Linked DNA regions of Sus scrofa: regions 1 and 2 are each linked to region 3. Evidence: chromatin contacts called from public Hi-C data. All regions are on one chromosome and are shown on one strand. The core of a region is the stretch at or near the end of the contact, and the rest is flanking DNA. Distances in the headings are between cores, read along the strand shown.

The links. A called contact is a pair of places that touch in the nucleus more often than the background predicts.
Region 1: a Hi-C map of epiblast stem cells shows a contact between it and region 3, with 1.8 times the contacts expected there. The contact joins the promoter of SSR1 here to the promoter of SNRNP48 in region 3. A contact is called at or near these places in 1 of 5 promoter capture datasets (liver) and 2 of 47 Hi-C or Micro-C datasets (embryonic fibroblasts and epiblast stem cells).
Region 2: a Hi-C map of liver shows a contact between it and region 3, with 3 times the contacts expected there. The contact joins the promoter of RIOK1 here to the promoter of SNRNP48 in region 3. A contact is called at or near these places in 1 of 5 promoter capture datasets (liver) and 10 of 47 Hi-C or Micro-C datasets (alveolar macrophages, embryonic fibroblasts, epiblast stem cells and 4 more).

The regions. Positions count from the first base shown.
Region 1 is chr7:4,684,451-4,687,494 of Sscrofa11.1, reverse strand. SSR1 (signal sequence receptor, alpha) reads left to right here and starts at 1,603. Exons shown (of 9, transcript NM_001185167.1): 1 at 1,603-1,782. The coding sequence starts at 1,704.
Region 2 is chr7:4,748,920-4,752,111 of Sscrofa11.1, reverse strand. It overlaps RIOK1 (RIO kinase 1), which reads right to left and starts at 1,279. Exons shown (of 17, transcript NM_001243687.1): 1 at 1,110-1,279. The coding sequence starts at 1,180. It overlaps CAGE1 (cancer-associated gene 1 protein), which reads left to right and starts at 1,432. Exons shown (of 13, transcript XM_021100145.1): 1 at 1,432-1,826. The coding sequence starts at 1,457.
Region 3 is chr7:4,917,953-4,920,917 of Sscrofa11.1, reverse strand. It overlaps SNRNP48 (U11/U12 small nuclear ribonucleoprotein 48 kDa protein), which reads right to left and starts at 1,575. Exons shown (of 10, transcript XR_002346288.1): 1 at 1,358-1,575; 2 at 475-588; 3 at 164-224.

The DNA of each region.
Region 1 (3,044 bases), core at 354-2,853, 230 kb after region 3:
CCTGAGAACTGGAGAGATAGACCTGCTAGAAATCCCTTTAACATCGGGAATGAGAATCCTCTCTGCCGGAACCAGCTCTACAGGAAAAAGAGAGCCAGGGAGACAGCCCTGGTCCGGGGGCAAGAAGGGTGACACTCAGTACACAGCATGATTACAGGTACCACTTCTATTGCAGAGTCTTCCGGGTGCTGGGCGAGAGCTGCGAGTTAAATAGAAGGATGTGTTTGTCAGAAGACCTGTCAGCCATCAGGAACTCAGAGCAGGTCTGATTTGAAACTCACGGAAAAGAAAGTGCCTCTAAGTTGGGGAGGAAGATTCTTGCCAGGCCGAGAGAGAACTCGGCAAAGTTCAGCTGCATCAAGCGTGTGTCCGAGTCTTGATGACTTGAGCACAGAGTGGCAGCTTTGGCAGCCAGCCGTGCAGAGGCATGGAGGCAGCACCCAAGTGGGAGGAGGCCCTCTCAAGGAGTCCCTCCAGTCCTGCCTGGTGCAGGTGCAGCTGTGGGGACACTGGCAGCACAGTGGAGTGGAGCTGAGTTGGTTCAGCTCAGCACTGTCGGGTTGTGACTTTAGCAGACAATTAGATAGATGGTGCCCGCAGCAGCCACAAGCTGCCTTTCCAGGGGATCCCACGGCAGGGAAGCCTTGAGCAGAGCCAGTGCAGGAGGAGAACACCAGGTGTCCCGGGACCCTGGAGCACAGGGTCTGCAGTGGAACTGCCAGGGTCAAATCTTGCATCTGCGACTGACTAGCTCTTAAGCCTTGGGTAAGTTACTAAACTTTCTGTGTCTCGGTTTTCTTCTCAGTAAATAATATCCAGCTCCTAAGGATTTTCAGAGATTAAATGACAGGGATTGGCAATAGTAAGCTTACTTACGAATGTTAACTTACTTCATCATCCATATGACCTCTCATGCGGGTCCAGTTCAACAGTGCCTGAAATTCACATTATTTAATTGCATGACCTGCCAGATTACTGGCAGCAACCCGAAGGCCATGCTAGAGAGAAGGAAAATGAAGGAAGCTGTCCAGCCTCTGCTGCCTCCATTATGCATTTCCCAGGGCTTACTCTATTCCAGGCACTGTTCCAGGTGACTTGGAACTCTGGAATTGTCAGGTAGCAATGTGAGAACTGTCACTAACTGTGCATGAGGGTGTCCGCGGGGCGGGGACGACGAGATTTTCCAACGAGTATTTTTTAATGCTCTGTGACTTTTTAAAATAATTGTTTATTCCAAAATATATGTTTGCTTTTCAATGCCACACAAGGCGGTTTATGTTCCTTTGGCACTACTATTTAAAATTATACGAAGACTTCATCGCGCCGGGCCCCCAGGCATACAGTCATTCAAATACAGTAACTACTAACGACGCTAATTAATTGGGAAGGCGCGAGGGCAGAGCCAGAGGCAAAGCACAGGTGTCCAACCCGCTATCACGGAGGGAGGCGAACTCTCGCGGGAATCTCGGAGGCCCTAGCAACCGGCCACGTGACCTCCGGGGCCCTCGAGCGAGGAGCCAGGAGCCAAGCAGCCACGTTGGCGGCGTTCCTGGGCCGGGGAGGGGGCGTGGCGAAGGCGCTGCGTGGTACGTGCCCCGCCCCGCCCCGCCCCCGCCAGGAGCCCGGATGAAGAGTAACGCCATTACCGCCGGGGCGGCCGAGCGCACTCGCGGAAGGAGCCTGGACGCCGGACCGGCCGCGCCATGAGGTCCCTCCCCCGCCTGCTGCTGCTTCTCCTGCTCGTATTCCCCGCCACCCTCCTGCTCCGAGGCGGCCCCGGAGGTGAGGCGAAGGGGAGTGTGTGGCGGGGCTCGGCCGGGTGGGAACGCCGCCAGCGCAGGCGTGAAGCTGGAAGCGGCCCCTGGGTCGCGCGTCCCGCTCGCCGGCCTCCCTCCGCGACCCCGACCCCGACGCCGGGCCGCCGTGGGGCGCCCGCCTCCTGCGCGCGAGTGCGGGGCGGTGCCGGCGACCTTGCTCGCGCCGGCGGGCTGGCCGGGCCCCGCGGCCGGAGGAGGGGGCGAGGGGCGGCGGGCCGGCTGCGCCCGGGCGCCGCGGCCCCTGGCGCCCCTGTCGGCCCCGCTCCACCCCTCCCGGCGCTGGGCTGACGTGTCTTTAGCCGCCACGCCGGGAGTCGTCCTCCATTCATTTGCCGAAACCCTAGTTTTCTGCGCGCCTAAACTCTCGCAGCCGCCGGCCTTCTGGCCCTGACCCGGCGGTTCGGCACCTCCCTCGGCGTGACAGCCCAGCAGGTGTCTTGATTTCACGAAAATCCGCCTCCTCGCCCGCCTGCCAGCCCTCCTCGCAGGCCGGCTAAGGATCCCCGGGGAAAGGCATTATTGGAGCCCCCCCCCTTTTTTTTCTCTTTTTCTGTTAACTTATTTTTTTGTTGTTTTGTGGAAGCATCGCATTGTCTCGAAAAAAACGTAATCTACTTCGAGCTTTACGGTCTTTATGTGGGTTTATCCTTCCACCGGTTAACCTGGTGTGAAAATAGCTCAGAACGTTAAAAATGTGGGCACTGGGTTTCCCTGCCTGGGTTCTACCCTGAACTTCGATTTTCTTTGTGAAATCGAGTCCGACTCAATGATGGCTAGAATTCGTTTTATTCCATGAGTTTAAGCAAGTTGTGTGGCAGAATGAGTGATAGTGCCAGGTATCCACGAGCTTTTTTGGTAAAGAAAAGTGAACCGACTGGCTTCTATTCAGTGGATAGAAAACCAGGTGGGAGAATTAACCAAAACTGTTAATTCATTTGCAGGTTTAAAGAGGGATTTGCTTGCTGGTCGTTGCTTTCATTTTCTTTCAGAAAATTTGATAATTGTACTTGTCTAGAATCTAGACTATATTTTTTCAGGCTTTAGAACATTTTCTTAAGAAAGATCAATTCACTATCTAAATTAACTAGAAACCTTTGAACGTTTTTGTGCCAAATGGCCTGTCTTAAAGTATTTTCTCTTATTTTTTCCAACAGAATTGTTAGACTTAATTGTTACCGGTTAGCATTAAAATAGACTGTTCAGTAACTGTAGGGTGAAAGCTATTGT
Region 2 (3,192 bases), core at 30-2,529, 170 kb after region 3:
TTTGCCACCTGAGAATTCAGAGCAGTGTTACCGTATCTTCATAGATTTTCAAGAGAAGTCAGAAACCTGCATTTTGGGGTACAATCTCCCACTTAATTGACATATTCAATTTTAACAAAACTGAATTTACCTACCAAACAAAACATGTCTGCAGGTCAGTGAACTGCATCCACGCTTGCCCTCCAAATCCATCCCCTCTATAGCAAAGTGATGCCTGTATTTATTTATTTTGGGGGCTGTGTCCATGGCATGCAGAAACCCGGGCCACCGCAGAGACAAAGCCAGGTCCTTAACCCACCGAGCCAGCAGGGGACTCCCAGAATGACTCCTTTAAATCGCACACCAGATGATGTCACCCCCCAACAGCCCTGCTATGGCTTTCTACAAGATCTCAACTCCCTACCATTACCTGTAAGGCTCAGTACGCTCTGGCCCCTTCTCATTTCTACATCCTTCCCAACCCATCTTCTCAACCACCTCCACTGTGCTCTAGGCACAAGGGCTTCTAGATTTTCCTTTCACAACCCAAGAGGGGCCCCACCGTGGGGCTTCAGCACCACAACTGCTGTTCCTTCTGCTCTTCCTGAGGTTGGCTCCTTGTTCCAACCTGGACTTAACCCTTCCTTGACCATGAGGTCACTATTTAGGTCTATCAACTGACTTTGCATGGTATGTATCACCTGGCTTTTCTTTTTAAAATACCTCTATGGAGTTAATGGTCTGCCCTCTCTCCCAAGCAGAAAGCAAGACTGGTCATGCTCTTCACTATCTCCAGCACCGAGGACAGAAACAGGCACACAAGAGATGCTAAATGTAGGTAAAGCTCAAAACGTCCGTTTCCCAATCGTTGCCTCCACCTCTGCCTCTCAGCGAGACTGACCAACGCGGGGACCCGGGACTCTCCCGGGAAGTGGCTTTTATTCACTCTGCCGCCAACTGGACCGAAGAAAACCCGGCTGGGACAGAGGAAGCAAAAGCTGCGGAGGGAGCCCCCGAGTGATGAATTACCAGTCTCTTTCCCAAGCACAAGCAGGGTCAACTCCCCAAAGGGCCGGCGGCGGCGGAGCGCGCAGAATCCGCGCCGTGTCGGGGTACTCACGGCTGCCCACCTGTCGGAGGAGTCGGCGTCGTCAAACTGCCCCGGGACCACCCGACTCATCAGCAGCCGCCGGTAGTCCATGACCGGAGCGCGCAGAGCCTCGGCGCCACCGGAGACCGCTCGCCCCGAGCTGGGCAGGAATCGCACAGAGACGGTTCTGCCCGCTGACCCAACGGCCTCTGCGCGGCCCGCGGCCCGGCAAACCTCGTGCAGCGACGGAACTCCAACCGCGGCGCGCAGGCCCACCCGGACCGGAATCCCCGCCCCTCCCGGAAGCGGCGCTCCCACCGGAAGCCCCGCCTCCGCCCGGGCTGAGTGGCTGGACGCTCACGACCCGCTGTACGCGAGAGGGAGGCAATGAGGTGTCCGGAAGTCCTGCGGAGGGCGGTGCCCTCAGAGCCCAGGCCGCCTGCTGTCGCCGGAGTGTTTCGCGTCCGCTCCCGTTGGTTTCCGCCGTACAAGACGCGTCAGCTCGCGCAAGGCTGCTGCGCCTGGGGCGCACACCGTGCATCCTCCCGGCTCTGCGGGCCGAGACTGCGGGGCCCCCACGCCGGCGCGGAGGGTGACGTCACACAGCGACGTTCCAACGCGTCTGCACCCCACCTGCGAGTTGTTAAAAACCATCGGTGGAGAAGGTTAAAAAGCGTTCTTCTCCTTTCCGCAGAAGCCCGTGCGCAGGGAGGAAGCCCGAAATCCTTGTGGATCCAAGAAACTATGGACCCTGGAAGTGAGCACAGTTTTGCGACTTAAGAAAGTTTGTTGTCTTTTTTTTTTTGGTTGGAGTAAGATAAGTGCTTTTCCAAAGTTAAAGTTGGACATACGACTGAAGAGTTTTACAAAACCAAAACTTTAGAATTTTTGCCGGTAACTCCAGTGATACCTCTTTAACGCCCATCCTAAAACAGATTTGGGGTGTATCTGGAATCTGTATCCAGACCTTTAAAAACTTCCCACCACCCCCAAAGCCAAGCGTAAATCTGATAAGGACAGAATAAGAGGTGAAAAAAGTGAAACTAACTTAAAAAAAAAAAAAAAAAAAAAAAAAGGAGTTGCCCTTGTGGTGCAACAGGGTAAAGACCTGCCATTGCTTCTGTGAGGATGTAGGTTGGATCTGGCGACAAACTCCAGCTCAGGCTGCAGCTGCAGCTCTGATTCCGCCCCCCCCACCCCGGGCCCAGGAACTGCCATATACCACAGGTGTGGCTCTTTGGAAGAAATTTTTAAAAAAGTAAATTGGTAAACTATGCTATATGAGCAAAGTTGTAGAAGTATAGTAATTGGAGGTTCTAGGCTCTTAAACAGAATTTTTTTTTTTTTTAAGAAATAAGACCTTTGTGGATTTTTGTATTTGGAAAACAAAATGGATTTTTCAGCTCCTCTTCACCACAGCTTAGGCAGCATTTACATATTTGGAAAACGGAGAAAAAGATGAGCATAAAGTCGGATTTTTCACCAATCCTGACTAGCTTGCGTGGCTCACTGGCATTTTTATACTTTACCAAATGATGACAGGTTTGAAAAACATTGAACTTTAAAAAAAGATTTTTTTTTTTTTTTTGGTCTTTTTGCTATTTCTTGGGCTGCTCCAGCAGCATATGGAGGTTCCCAGGCCAGGGGTCTAATCGGAGCTGTAGCCACCGGCCTACGCCAGAGCCACAGCAACTCGGGATCCGAGCCGCGTCTGCAACCTACACCACAGCTCACGGCAACGCCGGATCCTTAACCCACTGAGCAAGGGCAGGGATCGAACCTGCAACCTGATGGTTCCTAGTCGGATTCGTTAACCACTGCGCCACGACGGGAACTCCTAAAAAATGATTTGTTAATTTGGTAATTCAACAAAATAACCCAGGCAGATGATTCAGTGACGGTAGATTGAAAAGTTTTAATAGAAATAAATCATTGGAGGGTAGGATTTAATCAATATATACTCTGAACAACACTGGTTGGTTTGCTGTAGGGGGGCAGGGAAAAACCGTAGTGGACTGGTTTTGAGGTTTGTATAACATGGAAATACTAATGCTATTGAAACAATGGTAAAGGCTAAGACCTTGAACAAGTAGGTGCTGAATTGTGAGATAGACAATTTATTC
Region 3 (2,965 bases), core at 326-2,825:
GCCAGTGGCTACAGCTCCGATTCGACCCCTAGCCTGGGAACCTCCATATGCCGTGGGAGCGGCCCAAGAAATAGCAACAACAACAACAACAACAACAACAACAAAATGAAATATCAATACCTATATATATACAAAGATATTTTAGAACCACATTAATACTTACTCAAAGTAACTGAAGGTACCTTTGCATTCTCATAGAAAAAATCAGAATTATACATTTTATCCTAAAAAACAAAAACAAAAACTTAGTGTTCTTCAGTATCAGATGATTGACTATTTTAAGATTTGACCTAAACCAACACTAGATTAGTATCATTTAAACATTTCTGGCAATAATTTGCAAAATGAGGCAAGTATCGCTGTATCCCACAACTGACTACTATTTTGTCAGAAAACCTCACACTATAGCTTCCAAAAATTGTGACTTTACTGATGCATGAAGTACACGACATATACATAATAAATATATGGTACCTCTTCTTCTTTGGTATAGCCCAGTTTTCTTAATCTACAAGATTCCATGTGCTTTGCCAAAGACGACTTAGGCATGTGATGGTTGGAATCATAAGGACATATCACGACTTCATCCTATAAAAATCAAACAGATGCAAAGAAAAAAGGTATAAAATTTTTAAACAAATACTTATACCATTATATCCTCTTCTGCAGGCCTCTGCCACCTTCCATGTGAGTGTATGTACATGTTAAAAAAGTAACTCCCTCCATCTCTCTCTGCTTACAGCCTCTGCACCCCTTCCATCCCTTCCAGGTCCAACTCCTGAAAGATTTTTTTTTTTTACACTCCATGCTTCAACCCTCAACAACCTCACCTACTGGAGCACTTCTCTTCTTCCCACCCCATTAAAAAAAAAAAAAAATCAGGACTGCTCACGCTACTCTACCTGCCTACGTCTTTTCCCGAAGCAATCCCAATGGCCAGGAGAGCTGCTAGCAGCATCTCTTGGTGGTACCCCTTAAAATCCAAGGATCGGTGCAGCGGCCGTCAGACATGCACCATCGTACGACAAAGCAGGGGGAACTGCACTCTTAAGCTCTCCCGACAGCCCATCTGGTGCAACTGCGAGGCCTGCGACAAACGACAAAGCGGACCACCGCCGTACCCGCCCCCTTGTTTTCCAACTCCGCTCCGGCCCCACCATCCACTCCGCACCCACAGCGATTTCTCGGCTTCTCTAGGGCGAGGCTCCGCGGGGGCGCGCCGCCCGGGGAAGAGGGTGCGAACGTCCCGGGGTCGCGGGGTCCTCCGGCGCTGCCGACCGGTCCCGAGGCCTCCGCAGCCAGGAAGACGCGAGCCCTCCGCCCGCCTGAGGGCCCCCGAGAGGACGCCGCGCCTTACCTCTGCCGCCGCCTCCTCCTCTCCGGGGACCAGCCGGTCCAGGGTCCAGCCCAGAGACGTCGTCACCTCCTCCAGCGTCCGCCAACAGCTCTCCACGAACTCGCTCAGCTCCTCCCGCAGCCGCCGCCGTTCCTCCACCGGCGGAGGATCGCCCTCCATGGCCGCCGCCCGCCAATACGGAAGCAGCGCCCGGAAGGCCCGCTGGCGCGCGGGCCTCTGGGAGTTGTGGGCGGGGCCATTCCGCCACGTGACTAGGACCGCCAATCGGGAAGGCCTCCGGGAAAGGCGGGAGCTGTCCTGCTGAGAGGTCTCTTTCCAGACTTTCCTGCTTTCACGGTGGCGGAGAGGTCCAAGGCGCAGCGTTCAGACGTTGCTGCTTTTGCCACAACTGCTGGAGGCGCTTGTGCGTGGCCTTCCCTGAGTGGGCGCCCCCCAACTTAAAAAAAAGGCTTATGGAGTTCCTGTTGTGGCTCAGCGGGTTAGGAATTACACTAGTATCCATGAGGATGGGGTTCGGTCCCTGGCCTCACTCCTTAGGTTAAGGATCCGGCGTTCCCGGTGACCTGTGGTGTAGATCGCAGACTGGGCAGGGGTCTGGCGAGTTGCTGTGGCTGTGGTGTAGACCGGCAGCTGCAGCTCTGATTCAACCCCTAGCCTGGGAACTTACATATGCTGCAGGTGCGGCCCTAAAAAAGGGGGTGGGGGGAGATAAGGCTTATATCTGCCGAAAAGTTGAAAGAGTAGTACAAAGAGCATTCGCATAGTCGTCCTCAAGCTCATTAATTGCTACGTCTGGTCTCTCCCACTCTCTCCATACACGCAAGCTCCCTAATTTTGCCAACTTATTTGAAAGTTGCAGATACTTCACTCCCAAATATCTCCGTATGCATCTCCTAAGAATAAGGACATTGTCCTACACGAACAATGTCCGCGAGGTCTCCAGTCTTCCTGGCTGCGGGGGACTCGGGATTTCTTTTGACCAAATCTAAGAAAATCAGTAGTTACATCTAATATTCATATTCAAATTTCCCCAACTGTCCCCCCCGCAAATCCTTTTATGGCCGTCTTACTATTTTTCTGGACCCATGAGCTATAATTGGTTCTTGTCTCTTTTCATCTAGAACAGCCTCCCCCACCCTCCTTTTTAAATGAAGTCATTGAATTTTGTCAGGGCCCTCAGCTGGTTGGTTGTCTTGCATGTCCCTCTTTCTGGATTTGTCAGACTTCTTTTCCTTATGATCAGATTCAGTTTAAGCATTTTTGCAGGATGTGTCTACCTCTTTTTTTTTTTTTTTTTCTTTTGGCCGCGCCCGGGGAATGGGGAAGTTTCCAGGGCCAGGAATCAAACCTACACCACAGCAGCAACTTGAGTCAGAGCAGTGACACCACCAGATCCTTAACCTACTGCACAAGGGAACCCCAATTAATTTTGAAATTCATTACTCCATACGCCATTCCCACCCTAATTCTTATTGATGGGTTTACCTTGTCTATTTCCTACCCAAGACCCTTTGGGAATCAGCCCTTTTTCCCCCCAAATGGTTTTAACGCCCAGAGTCTAATCCCTCTTATGTTATTTTTTGTTTTTATTTTTTTTCAAGCCAGATG